Linked DNA regions of Sus scrofa: region 2 is linked to region 1. The links are chromatin contacts, called in public promoter capture Hi-C maps. All regions are on one chromosome and are shown on one strand. The core of a region is the stretch at or near the end of the contact, and the rest is flanking DNA. Distances in the headings are between cores, read along the strand shown. Region 1 overlaps ALG14 (UDP-N-acetylglucosamine transferase subunit ALG14 homolog). Region 2 holds the start of F3 (coagulation factor III, tissue factor).

Evidence for each region. Promoter capture Hi-C pulls out the DNA fragments that hold promoters and counts their contacts.
Region 2: a contact with region 1 is called in a promoter capture Hi-C map of liver, with 2.9 times the contacts expected there. The contact joins the promoter of F3 here to the enhancer-like site in region 1. A contact is called at or near these places in 2 of 5 promoter capture datasets (fetal skeletal muscle and liver) and 7 of 47 Hi-C or Micro-C datasets (adipocytes, embryonic fibroblasts, epiblast stem cells and 4 more).

What each region holds. Positions count from the first base shown.
Region 1 is chr4:122,368,728-122,375,984 of Sscrofa11.1, forward strand. The region is part of intron 2 of ALG14 (UDP-N-acetylglucosamine transferase subunit ALG14 homolog); the gene reads left to right. Among named protein-coding and RNA genes, the nearest start is that of ALG14, 29 kb to the left of the region's middle. Within about 2 kb of position 1,329, at least 37 of the 83 cell types and tissues checked have an H3K27ac peak or open chromatin away from gene starts, as enhancers often do. A contact at or near this core is called in epiblast stem cells, liver and retroperitoneal adipose tissue, where this site is marked.
Region 2 is chr4:122,825,178-122,831,412 of Sscrofa11.1, forward strand. It overlaps F3 (coagulation factor III, tissue factor), which reads left to right and starts at 1,841. Exons shown (of 8, transcript NM_213785.1): 1 at 1,841-2,059; 2 at 3,074-3,185. The coding sequence starts at 1,960.

The sequences.
Region 1 (7,257 bases), core at 79-2,578:
GTTTAAAACCATTTCCTAAGTCCTGCTCGCTTTCCCTCTCTCTCTCCACCTTCCAACTCTTCAGGCTTCAGAAACAGTCCTGGAAAGTCCGCCCTGGTGTTGTAGGATTGCTGTTACTGTAGTCTTCTCTGCCGTACCCTCATGCTGCCACCAGGTGGCAGTGCACTGCTGCACACTGTGCTGTTGGGACCTGCATTACTTCTCAAGGGAGGCCTGGGAGGGAGGGTTGAGCTTTAGAACCGGGCTGATGGAATGCTTTCTAATATATATCACAGACTGATCTGGTTTGGGAAAGATGAAGAGAGATTGTCTCCAGTTCTTTTTTTAGAAACATCATGTATCCTTGCTAGGGGTGATTTGTAAGAATTTGAAAAGGCTTTTAGCAGTCTTTCCATGTGGTGTTTTTATTTAAAGACCTTATTTACCAAACACCTTGCCGAGGTTGCAGTACTGGTGTATTTGTTTTATATGTTCTTCTTGGTTCAAGACAGGTAGAACAGCTCCCTAGAAGGCTTCCTAAAAGTAAAATCCTTCATGAAAATCAAAGGTTAGTATTGAGTAGTTTCTGTACATAAAATTAGGACTATGTTTTATAGAGTACAAGTCAAAAAAAAAAAAGTACCCATTTGTCTGAAGTTTTTTGGTGCATTTGGAGAGGCAAAAGAATAAATACTGGACACCTTAGGAATTAATAAAGGTCTTACCAAGCAGTGCTAGTGAATGACGCATGCAAGAGGCACCAGGTACCTCTGGAGCCTGGAGTGTGGGGTGGGGCTGAAAAGAAGCCTCTTGGGTGAAGTCCACCTGTAGACAAGTTAGGCTCCCACCTCTCGACCTTACTCTGGTAGAAAACCCAAGACTTAACCCACTGGAAAAGTTGAATAAAGAGGTTTCGGCTTTGGAAACAAACAGGCCAAACTGCAGATGGAGTAGGACATTGCCTAGAAAGCAGAGGGCTTACGGAATGTGAATAACAACCCCTGTCCCCCAACACACACACGCTTTCCTTTCCAGTTTGCTCATACGTTTCCCCCAGGCAGGAGAGTAAAGATTGGCTTTGAGGAAACGGATTTCCTCAGGAGAATAGAACTGTAGTTTCCTACCCCCGGGATTCCCTCCAGGGGAGTTGTCAAGTCCTGGCTGTGTTCATCCTCTCGAAGCCAGCACACAGAGCTTCCTCTTCCTTTTAGTGCCTCGTCCTTTAGTAGGAACCAGGCTTTCCCAGCCTGGGTATTGTTGACATTTGGGGCAGATGCTTCTGGGGAGGCTGTCCTCTGCAGTGGGGGATGTTTAGCTGCATTTCCAGCCTCCACCACTAGAGGTCGGCAGCACCCACTTTTCTCCTCTGCCCCCCACCCCCAGTCTGGGGACCAAAATGTCTCCCGACCTTGCCGATGTCCTTGGGGGAGAAATCTCCCCTCTCTCTTGAGAGCCGCTGGTTTGCACCGGCACCCACAGACCACCAGACGTGGGAGGAAAGTCCTTAACATGGAAAGCAAAAGTAACAGGGAAAGGAACTTTGAGAAAAGGAATGGGGGTGGGGATGAAGGGAAAACACCACCTTCAGAGAAACGAGAGGACGCTGTGTCTTTAAAAAAAGCAGGAAACCTGTTTTCGGAAAACCCTCATAGAATAAGAAGGACTTTTGGCCAGTGACATTTTGCTTGTAGAAATAGAAAAGTCAAAATACTGGAAGACCATATTCAAGAGCTCTGCTGCAATTCAGAACAGAAAATAAAAGCAATAGGGAAAAGGTAGGAAAATTAATTAACTAGATGTTGGTGATATACTATTCACAAGGAACAGGGACACAGGAGAAATTAAAAAAAAAAAAAGTGAAGACTCAAGAAAAATTCCCAGAACCGGAAGGACATGACCTTCAAATTAAAGGACCATCCCCAGCCCTGTTAAACTGTAGTCAAAACAAGATAAATCGTCAGACTATTTCAGAACCAGTGACAAAGAGAGAACTTCCCAAAACGCCTGGAAAGAAAAAGAAAAGATGTCGCAGTGGATCTTGATGGCCTTCAGAGTCACGGTGGAGAAATGTCCTCAAATTGTCCCCACCCTAGCCCCTTTCGTGGAGGGTGTGCTTCACCAGGACACAGGGACCTCAAGGACAAGGTCCTGGAACCTGGGTGCCAGCTACGAGCAGCAGGGGAACTCCTGAGAGGGAAGAGGCCCACAGCTGCAGGCCTGGAGAGAGAACCGGACAGGAGCTTTGAATGCAGAGGAGGGAGAGGTCTGGGGCCAGAGTGTTGGGTGGGTGCGGGGGCTTCTCCTAAAGGGTAATGAACCAGCGTGGGGGAAAGTCAGGAGGTTAGACGTGCAGGACTTGTTCAGACAAATGGACCGTGTGTTTTGATAAGAATCACCACAGGAGATGGGAAATCAATCAATCAAACTATGCGACAAGAAATTATTTCTGTTTTATAATCCTGAGACCCTTTTAGAATGTTTCCTGGTGCAGAAAAGATATAAGTGAGCTGCTATTTTTTTGAAGGTTGTGCAAAGTGGGTGGAGGAATCATCTTTGAATTCTGAGTGATGGTTGATTTTTGTTGTTGTTTGAACATTTTCTGTGTCTTCTAAGATAAAATGATGAAAGTTGGGGGGGGGGTTGGTTGTTATTGTTTTGTTTTGTCTTGTTTTGTTGTAAGAAACCAAGCTGAGAAGAGATTAAAGCCCCAGTGGAAGTAATAATTTTCTAAATGACCCGTGTATCATCAGCACTCATATTTTGGAACAAGTGTAATTGCATTTTGGAAGCGCGTTAGTATTCATGTTACTTTAATAAACAGGGATGCATTGAGTTTGCATCTCTTAGCCCGTTTGTGTGTATGCTAGGATTTGCCTGTCAACACTTCTGAAATTAACATGATGTGCCGCTTGCCTGTAACAACACCTACGGTTTTCCACCAGGTGGGGCGCTAACTTCACCAGTGGACAAAGACCGGCTATAAAACTTGCTGAGATTTCTAAATCTAATGCTAATTCATTCACTATCTTTCTTATCTGTAATTCTCAAGCAATGCTAAAATAAGTTGGTAAACTCTGTCGTTGCAGTTGTGGGGTTTTGTTTTGGTTTCTAAATTATATATTGCAACTCATGGTTGAAGTCATTTACCGTTTTAGAGTATGACTAACGTATAAATGCACCTTTCCTCTTTTTAATGGACCTTAACTATATTCTCCTATAAGTAAAGGCAAAAAATATCTCTATTGGAAGAAGATCCTTCTAGATGAGTGAAATATCTTAGAAAGTATTTGAAATGTATGGCGCACAGAGATCCTATATGGCTACCTCAGGGAATAAGTGATTATTTTCAGAACAGGACATCAGATGGATATATACGTGGTTCTGAAGAATTCTAAATGTAGCTTCATCTCGTAAATTCCTTCCTAAATCTTACTTGTCCTATCCTCCCTCTCTGCAATAAAGGCAAATTAGGTTAAACTTTCTTTGAATCAGATTCTGAATTGATGCAATTGACATAATTGTGAATACCATATTGCAGTTATTTCAACCTTATAGTAATTTAGCCATTTTTCCTTTACCGGTAAAATTTGTGTGGGATTCTTACAGCATGCTGACCTAGTGGAATTCTTGCCATGGCACATTGGGTTAAGAATCCGACTACCAGTCACTGCTGAGGTGTGGGTTGGCATTGCTGCAACTGTGGCATGAGTTGCAACTTGGCCCAGCTTCAATCCCTGGCCCAGGAACTTCCATATGCTGTGGGTGTAGCCATAAAAAACGAAAAAACATGCAGACCTAGTAACAATTTACAATATGATGCTGCTGTTTCTCCATTTTAAAGCAAGTTAGAGAATTCTGATAACCAATGTTTTAAACATTTACATTAAGGATATATTTTATTTTATTTTATTTTGTATTTTTGCCATTTCTTGGGCCACTCTCACGGCATATGGAGGTTCCCAGGCTAGGGGTCAAGCCAGAGCAACGTGGGATCTGAGCCGCGTCTGCGACCTACACCACAGCTCATGGCAACGCCGGATCCTTAACCCACTGAGCAAGGCCAGGGATCGAACCTGCAACCTCATGGTTCCTAGTCGGATTCGTTAACCACTGTGCCACGATGGGAACTCCAAGGGTATATTTTAAAAATTCATGCTTATGTTATGGGCCCAAGCATACAGTAAGTTCTCTTTTGTTGTGGCCGTCACCAAATCAGGATGTAGCTGGTTCCTTTTATCCTTCCCTTTGCTCAGATGGAGATTCTTTGGTCCCTTTTAGCCATTAAGCCATTCATTCTGGAGCCTGTAGTTAGAGTCATGCCAGGGACACGATAATTCAGAGCCCTGCGAGGAGTGAGGCTGCTTGGTGGCGTACTTCCGGTTTGGGTCAGGATTGGTCACAGAGCTGAGCCCGAGATGGGGATGCAAGTGGACCAGTGGTGCAGAGGGCGTTCACGTGTCTTTCCAGGACGGCAGAGATGCTCGATCATGGTAGAGGGAGACGGGCCACCGAGTGACCTCTGGTGAAGGGCGATCATGATAGAGGGAAGCGGCCACGGAGTAACCTCTGGTCAAGGGGCCGTAGGCCCCAGGCCAGGTCCTGCTCAGAACCAGCCCTGTCACCCTGGGGGAGTTGGCATCTCTGGACCTCGCCCTCTGACTGTGAAGCAGGGAGGCCTGGCTGAGACCAGGGATCCCCGTCTAGCCTCTCTGATCCCACAGTTGGCCCTGAGTCTGATTTATCAGAGACGGGCGAGGCTACCGCTCCAGGCCAGGCCACCCTGGGACCCGTCAGTGCCTGCCTGGAATCTAGGCTTCTGAACACTGCCTTGTCCTGCACACCCAGTTGTCTTGCTCCATTACCTTCCTGCCAGGTCAAGGCATTGCCCCAGTGTCCAGTGTCCCCACTTCCACCTGAAGAGTACCTGTGTGCATTCTCTGACACAGATACTATTTGTACTTAGAAAGGTGTTTTACCGACATCAGCAAGAATGCAGGCGTCAAGAGACCAAACCGTAATGAATAATGATATGCTCTGGGTGTTCACTTCCCCTAAAAACCTGAGAGTCACCCCAAGCCCTGCGGGCTCCTTAAGCACCCCCCACCCCGGCCCCACCGATTGTCCTCTCCATTCCTTCGCCTTAGCCTTGCAGGTATGTTTGAGGCCTGCAGCATCTTCTCCTGACTTATTCGGTCATCTTCCAGATGCTTCCCTTCTGTGGGTGAGCCCCCAGCCCTCGGTCCAGTCTCTTCGTAACCGCCAGAGTGATCGCTCTTGAAAGCGCATCCGGTCACATGACTCGGCTTTTGGGACCTGGTCAGTGTCTGTGCTTTGCCTTCACATTTGAGGACACGCTCTTCAGCAGGGCTCTGAAGGCCCTGCCGCTCCAGCCTCGTTGTCTGCTGCTCTCTGTTGTGCTGTTTACAGACCAGAGGCCAGTCCCCGGGTAGCCCATGCCCTTCCATCCCGTCTGCTGGGCACGCGTTGGAAGAACCCCCCCCCCCCCCGCCGTATCTTGTCAATCTCATGTTAATCTTCCAAGTTAGAGCAAATGTCTCTTCCGTAAAGCCTGACCTGGTTTGTAATTCATCGTTTCTTACTTGGCACTGACATCGTACGTGGTAGTTGTGTCTCCTGTTGTGTTCATCTGATTGCCGTGATTAGCTGCCCATGTTGCCCCAGGAGACTGGTGCGTTCCTTATAAACGTCCTCACTCCTGTGTCCCCAGCCCCATTCCTGTCACCCGGTGGATCTGTGCTCACGACGAATAGGACTCTCATATCTACTGCTGTGAACAACTGTTTCATCTCTGATTTTAATGTCTTTTCCTTTTTAAAAAGAGGAAAACAGTCTTAAATTCATACCATTTTAAAGCTGAAAGGAAAGGTGTTTCAACTGCAAGTGACATAAAACTAAACTCCAAACTGGCCTGAACAATAGAGTTTGTTGACTTACAAAATGGAAAAAAATGCAGTCTCGTTTCTGGCAAGCTCGGTCCAGCTGCCTGGGAGGTCCCTGCCCCCTCCCCCCCACCTCCAACCCCGGTTGGGGTCCTTGCCACTGGCTCCCCTCCGTGCTGCCTCCTGCAGCTCCCGATTCCTCCCTCAGGGTCGTGCAAAGCACCAGCACCCCCTGGCTTCACATCTTTGCATTGACCTATGAAGAGCTCTTAGAGCACGCAGGAGAGGGAGGTAAAGCTGCTTTCTCCCAGAGGTCCAGCAAACGTCTCCTGGCCGGCGGTCTCCAGCTAGGTTATATCTCCATTTTTCGGCCAGGAGGAGTGTTATTCCACGGTGCCGAAGCCATTCCGGGCCTCCTGGAGCTGCCTGTTGAGGTTGGAGACGGGGGCTGAGTCCCACCGACACCCTCTGGCTGAGAATGTGAGCAGAACGAGGGACCCAAAGGAACATTGGATTATTGCTGACAAAAGAAGGGGCAGTGAAAGACTGGGACGAGGGCAACGCTTGTTCACTAGGAAGGACTTTAGAAATCTTTGGGGCCAGAGTCCCATCGCTGTTTCGAGAACAAATTTCTTTTTCATTTCCCCGAAGCCTGAGGCCTCCAGGCCAGGAAGAGCTGCCCCAGGCACAGTGAGGAGTAGCTGCAAGGCGAGGGGCAGGACTGGAGCGCAGCCTTGCCTGTCTTTGACAAGTCAGATGCGTGTGGGATCCCAGAGGCTGGTTGAGGATCCCTGGTCTCAGCCAGGCCTCCCTGCTTCACAGTTGAGAGAGCGAGGTCCAGAGAAGCCAACTCCCCAGAGCGACAGAGCTGGCCCTGAGCAGGACCCGGCCTGGCGCCCACGGCCCCTTCATCAGAGGTCCCTTCCTGGCACATCTCCATCAGCTACCATGAAGTGAGCAACTGCCAGGTACTCATGCATATAAAAGCTTTTCCTTGCTGGTAAATTATGGTTCTCTGGATTTCAGAATTGCTGGGTACATCATCCAACATATTTTTACTGCATATTATACTTTTCATTATTAAAAAAAAAAGTTACAAGAGAAAGCTGAAACCACTTTTGGTTGAATGAAATTTTACCATTTTCACTTTGTCTTATTTCCAAGATTCTGCAGTAGTGTGGCATTCATTAAATAATACATGTATTGTACGTTTCAATGTGTGGTAACAGCAAAGAATGACCTCATAGACCACTTGACCGGCTCTGTTGTGGTTTATGATGCCATCTGGAATCCTTGGTGGAATTATTTCCATCTAAATCACTATAAACTTCTATTTAGTTTGTCACAAATCTAAAGCCAGATATGTTTGTGGTTTTTA
Region 2 (6,235 bases), core at 591-3,090, 460 kb after region 1:
GCTACAGTCTGCTCAAGCAGAAAAAAACCTTACCGTGTTATTTACCACAGCTGGTTTTCTTCCTCTTCTTTTTGAAAATGGTAACATGTTTTAGCATTTTTCAAATCTTGAAGAATGTCATTCTATATTTACTCCAGCCTATGCCACCACCCAACAAACTCCTGTCTTCCCTGCCTGGTAACTTTAGTGAATACGCAAAATGAATGTTTGTGTACTTTAGCAACACCTTTTTGTCACAATATAATGTTAAATGTTAAATGTATTTGTATCAAGTTGGTGATTCTGACATTGCTTAAAGCCCTTAATAATTTCAGGTCAGTGGCTGCAGATGGAAAAATGTAGTCCGCAGACAGAGCAACACTTCCTTGGGTCTTGCAAGGCACTTGATCCAGGTGTAACATTTTCTCCCAGCTATCTTCAACTCCTGATTACAATCACCACCCAGACAGGGCTGAGATCTGTTAAGGAAAATGACTCGGGCCAGAGACTGCAAAAAAAGAGGATTGCATGGCGTAGTTTTGCAAATATAAACTTTGTGGGGTTTAGAATCGGAAGAGGGCTCAAAGAGGAAACCAGCAAGCACAGCTTTCAGCTTCCAGGAAAGAAAGACTCCCAGAGCTAAACCTGGATGTGCTATTTCAGTTCAAGCAAAGGGGGGAAATTAAATTTCAAAAAGTATTATTTCTTTTAAAATGAGTGTAATGCTATGGCTCAGGAGGCTATATGGAAACATGCAGAGAGCAGGCACTAAAATGCAAGGCTCATTTCCCAAGGGGAAAAAATAGGAGACTCCACTCCTCCCTAAAAACTCCCCAGTCTGCCTTGGAGACAACTACAGAGTAAAGAATAATGGGAAGGACTTTGACAAAACCAGGTACTACGCTATTCAGTAAAACAAAAGAGCTTTATTCTTTTATTCTCCCGACAACTTTACAGCAAAGCCCAGAAGAGGAAGCCAGAAAATTCCGAAGAACCAACGCTGAAGTCTGATTTTATTTTTTAATTTCATTTTTGGTTTCTTTATATTTGAGCGGAACTAACTCAACCCCCCAAAACGTCTTCAACGTGAGAACAATCCTTTCTGAAACCACAGGGCGGCAGATGTCACGCTGGGATTCTCCCAGAGGCACACTGCCAGATCTGGGGGCAGCTCTTCTTCGATCACTAACCCAAGATGGGCTGGGCCGGGCCTGGGTTGGGTGACCTTGGAACCTGTAAAACACCTGCAGAGACCTACGCTAAGGGCCCCGGGAGGTAGGCAGCCCGGGTATTGTCGCCTTCGGGGTAGAAGATGAACCCGCAGCTGGGAGAAGGCTCTGCTTCTCTGCACGCTCTTACTTGGCTGTCGATTCCAAGGCTGAGCCCCACGTAGGCAAAGCGCCGGGAACTGTTCCGCGTTGCCCGAACCCAGCCCGGAGCGGGTACTTTCTTACTAAAGTCGGTAAGTGCTGCGCCCCCGCCCGCCCAGACACCGCACCGCCAAACCGAAGCGGGGACGGCTTCCCTCCACCTCGAGGACTCTTTTCCACCGCCCCCTTCTTCCCCACAGACCTGCCGCCCACCCAGGCCTGGGTGCCCCGGGGGCTGGACGGCTGGGGGCCCGGTTCCGCTCAGCACCTGGAGCCGCCGAAGGGAACCAGCGCTCGGCGGCGGGTTGAATCACGGGTGAATCAGCCCTTGCAGGCTCTTGGAGTTTCCTACGGGAGGGGGCGGGACCAGGGCGGGGCCTCGCCGGGGCCCGCCCACCGGGCGTCGGGAGCCGGGCTGGGGGCGGGGCGGCGGGAGGAGCGGCGGGGGCGTGCGCGCGGCTCTTTAAAGCGCGCGGGGCCCGGGCTCCCGCAGACGCAGGGCTCACCGCGCCCCTCCCGCTCCAACCGGAGACCCCAGGCGCCGCCAGCCCACCACCCCAGCCTCCCGGGCGCCGTGGAATCCTCCCGACCTCGCGGCCAACTCTTGGACATGGCGACCCCCACCGGACCCCCGGTGTCCTGTCCCAAGGCCGCCGTTGCTCGCGCGCTCCTGCTTGGCTGGGTCCTCGTCCAGGTGGCTGGAGCCACAGGTGAGTGGCACCCGCCCCTTGAAGCCCTGGGGCGCTCTACTGGGAGGAGGGGGAACAGTCCTGCCTGGCAGTGGCTCACTCCGCTGCCCCAGGACCCCCGAGGACCCGCTGGCACTTCTGCTAGTGGGTTTGAGGCTCTCGCTTTAAGTTTAGGGAAGGAGCTTCCCAGGGAGCCGCCGCCGTGAAGGTTGTGGGCCGTGGGGTCCGCACCTGCAGTGTTTCAGTATTATCCTTCATTACCTATGCACTGCCCGTACTAAAAAGCGGCCCTCGGGCTTGTTCGTCTGTATTACATGGGGTTCGAGGCAATCCTGTTGCAAAATGTCGCTTGGATTGGAGCAGGCACCACATCATGCATGCCCTCTAAGCCTGGTCTGGGGGGGGCAGGGGCTGGGGCGCAGGGCAGAGACTGACCCGCTGAGAACTGGCCAAGCAGGCCTTAGTAATAAAGCATCCTAACCGATTTCATGGGACAGGCATAGCAACTCTGCCTGGGTGTCCGTGGAAGTTTCAGTATGGACACATTTTAGATAAAAGTGAAAAAAGTCAAGCTTTGGCTTCTTTAGTGTATGCATTCTTAATTTCCCTCACACACATGGGCTTTGCCTGTTACCATAATTTACCGAAAACCTAATGAGTTCATCCTGGAGACCTGCCCTTCCCTGTCGCCCTTCCCTAGCTGGGCCATGGGCAGCCTGGGCCAATGAGGACTGCTGGGCTGTGCTTCCAGGTCACTGTCACAGGGCATTTTCCCTGTGAATAATTTCAAACAAGGATTTCAAGATCCTTGTGTGTTTCCTGAGATTACCAGGTCATTCTTGCTGAGGGGAAATTCTGGGTTTCGGAAAAAAATGCAGATTTGTCTCACGGTAATTCAGTTAAAGCTTTTGTGGTTGGGAAATAATTAAGGAGGTTTGTGATGTCGGGTGTAGGACGATGTTTTCTGCTATCGACCCAAAATCGTGTGCTGAGACATTCATGTAAACTGAATAGCTGTTTCTCTGTTGTTTAAAGGCACTACAGATGTAATTGTAGCATATAACTTAACTTGGAAGTCAACTAATTTCAAGACCATTTTGGAGTGGGAACCCAAACCCATTAATTATGTCTACACTGTTCAGATAAGGTAAGCTAGGTACCAAAAAAAAAAAAAAAAACCCAAAAAAAACTGTTTCCACTTTGCTGTGCTCAATATGGTTGTCTTTAAAGCTGATTAATGGATGATTTAGCCATGATGATGAAGGCATTCATGGAAATTTGCTGTCCAGAGCCATACTCTGTCAAGCCTGTGACATTTCCAGACCTTAAACTCATAGAACTTTGTCAGTTTCTGGAGATTGTGGGGCACTTCCTAAGCAGCACGTAAGCTGTGGAGAATGAACCTTCTTGAGCAGGTCCCAGTGGCACCGATAGATGTGGCTCTGGATCGCTGGGAACTCATCTCCTCTAAGCCCACCCGTCTTTTTCTCTGCTGTCTAGACTGCGAGCCGGATCTAACATGTTGGAGAAGAGACAGGGAGGAATTCGGATGTATACATTGCCCTCAAGCAGTGTTTGATTCATTAATTTTCGGACTCGTGATTCAAAATTGGGTTGCATACATGATCTTGGAGGCGGTCAAAGTCGTGACTCAGTAACCTGGGGAGGAAAACGCCCCTGTCTGCCCCCTGCGCCAGGGCTGCTCTGCTCATCCGGCCGCCTCCCTGATGGGCAGCTGGCCCCAAGAGCTCCTCATTCAGCATATTCACCCCAGGGTGCTCTTGTCTTTCCTTGATGGGTGGCACCATATTCTTGGCAAGTTTTGGGTGTCTGAAATGTTCTGAGGCTTGGTAGCGATCTTATTAAGTAGAGGGGAACAGGTGTGGAAGTTATTTTGACCCTACTTGTAGAAAAGCACAGAAGTATCTCTTCCTAAAATGAAAGGTGCTTTGCTGTTTGTTTAGCTTGTGCCAAACCTTTTGCAGCATTCTGAATGCAGCCAAGTATCGAGTGGGTCTTTTAGGCAGATATTCTTTTTTTTTTTTTTTTTTTTCCAAAATCAACTTGATGACAACTGTTGCCAAGTCAACAGGGAAGGGAATTTGTGCGCGTGCGTGTGTGCGTGCATATATAGATATACAGATTTAAAGGAATTTCATAACTGGAGGTAATAATTACAGTGACGGTCAGACTTGTCGACTCAGATTCCACTGGTTGAGAGTCAGGAATTTCGCTCAGAGAGAGCTGAGGTTGACCTTGGTAGACACTTTCCTGCTGGGTGGTGAAAACAAGATTTTAGGAGGAATGCTTATCTCCTAAATAGATTCAGTCTTAAATATGTTTCCTCATGTTTGCTGAACTTAGGATTGGCCAGGTTTTTGTTTTTTGTTTTTTTGCCATTTCTCGGGCTGCTCCCACAGCAAATGGAGGTTCCCAGGCTAGGGGTCAAATCGGAGCTACAGCTGCTGGCGTACACCAGAGCCACAGCAATGCAGGATCCAAGCTGCATCTGTGACCTATACCACAGCTCACGGCAACGCTGGATCCTTAACCCACTGAGCAAGGTCAGGGATCAAACCTGCAGCCTCCTGGTTCCTAGTCGGATTCGTTTACCACTGTGCCACGACGGGAACTCCCATGGATTGGCCAGGTTTTTAAACATAAGCCTTTGTTAACATGAAGTTCTTGGGCTTTGCGTGGCTGCTGGTACTTAAGTGGATGTGGCCCCCGATGTGCCTGGGGGTGCCCTTAGACATGGGTGGGGGTGTTCCAGCCGAGCCATCTTCCCACGTGCCAGAGGACCTGGGAGCAGCCTCCCAGGGACCCCGCCCTCTCCCAAGACCTCCCCACGGGTGATGTGGGGTTCCCGGGCGAAAGGACCCTAGCAGTCATTTTATAGAAGAGGAAACTGGCCCCGGTGAGGTGAGAGACTGGTTCCTGACGGTCCCCATGGTGCGTGCCCATCCGGGTCTGGAACCAAGGTCTACCCAGCCCTGAGGCCACGGCCTCCTCCATGGGTCTGCCCGTCTGATGAGCAGCCCCAAAGTCAGATGGGGAAAGCAAGCCGTTCCCACTGGGAGCGACTTTCCCCTCCTGGTGTCCTGCCCTGAAGAAAGCACCTTGACCTGCTGCTCCTCACCCATCAGCCTGTCCCCAAACCCAGGGTGCCGCTGCTGTGCCTGTAGCCCTTCTTGGAGCCCCAGCTGCGTTTTTCCCTTTTGGAAGCTCTTTTCAGTGGTGTTGCAAGTGTTTCTGGCTCAGGCTTAGCACCGAACCATGCCCTGCAGTACTGACCCCGTGGAATGTTCTATATTCTAAAATTGAACTTCTAAAGTTTTTAGAAAACAGCCTGCTCCTCAGTTGCTGAGTCCAGATTCTGTTGGGATTTTTTAGTAGTTAAGGCAGAACTTCTATTATTTCTAAATCGGGAGATTTTGCAATAATACCCAGAAGAACCTCCGGAGGCGCGTTTGAAGTGTCCAGTGCTGCTAACAGCATTCAGAGGAACTTCCTGCAGAATTGCCCCTTCCCAACCTGTCCACAGCGCATTATGGCTTTAATTTGCTTGTGTTCAATTGTGCCAGGGGGCTGTGGTTCCTCCTGGGAGCTGGGAGGAACCAAATGCTATCTCTCGGGTGGAATGTAGCCAGAGCGCCCAGCCCAGCCGTGTTTCTCCTGTTATCTAAACGACTGGTTGGCTATGGATGGAGAAGAATCCTCATGTTCGCCTTCACTTTTTAAAATAGAAATGATGTGACTTTTTACAGTGCATTTCAGCCATTCTGGAATGAATACTGGATCTCTACTTTTATCACAGAAAACTCGAGAAATCTAAGAGTGTCTGAACTGATGTTTCTGCATCCATCTTAGTTTATGGATTTAAGGACCAAGAGTGGGTTACCCACACCCTCTTAGCCCAGTTAGTCAGTTCAGACTTTTAAGAAATACTTATTTATGGTCTTGCGCCTGGATTTAGACAAATGGAATCCACATGACAGCTTGTTGTCCCCCATTCAACCTGTAAATGTCAACAGTCTAATACTCAAAGGCCTGGCCCTGTGCAAGCCCTCAAGCCACGTGGCTTAATAGGGGAGCCCAGGGACGCAGGGCCCTGGCCCACCTCCACGCTCAGTGCTCTTCTGAGATGTCTGTGCTGGGGACGGGGAAGCGGGAGATCTGGAGGTTCCCGTGGAAGGT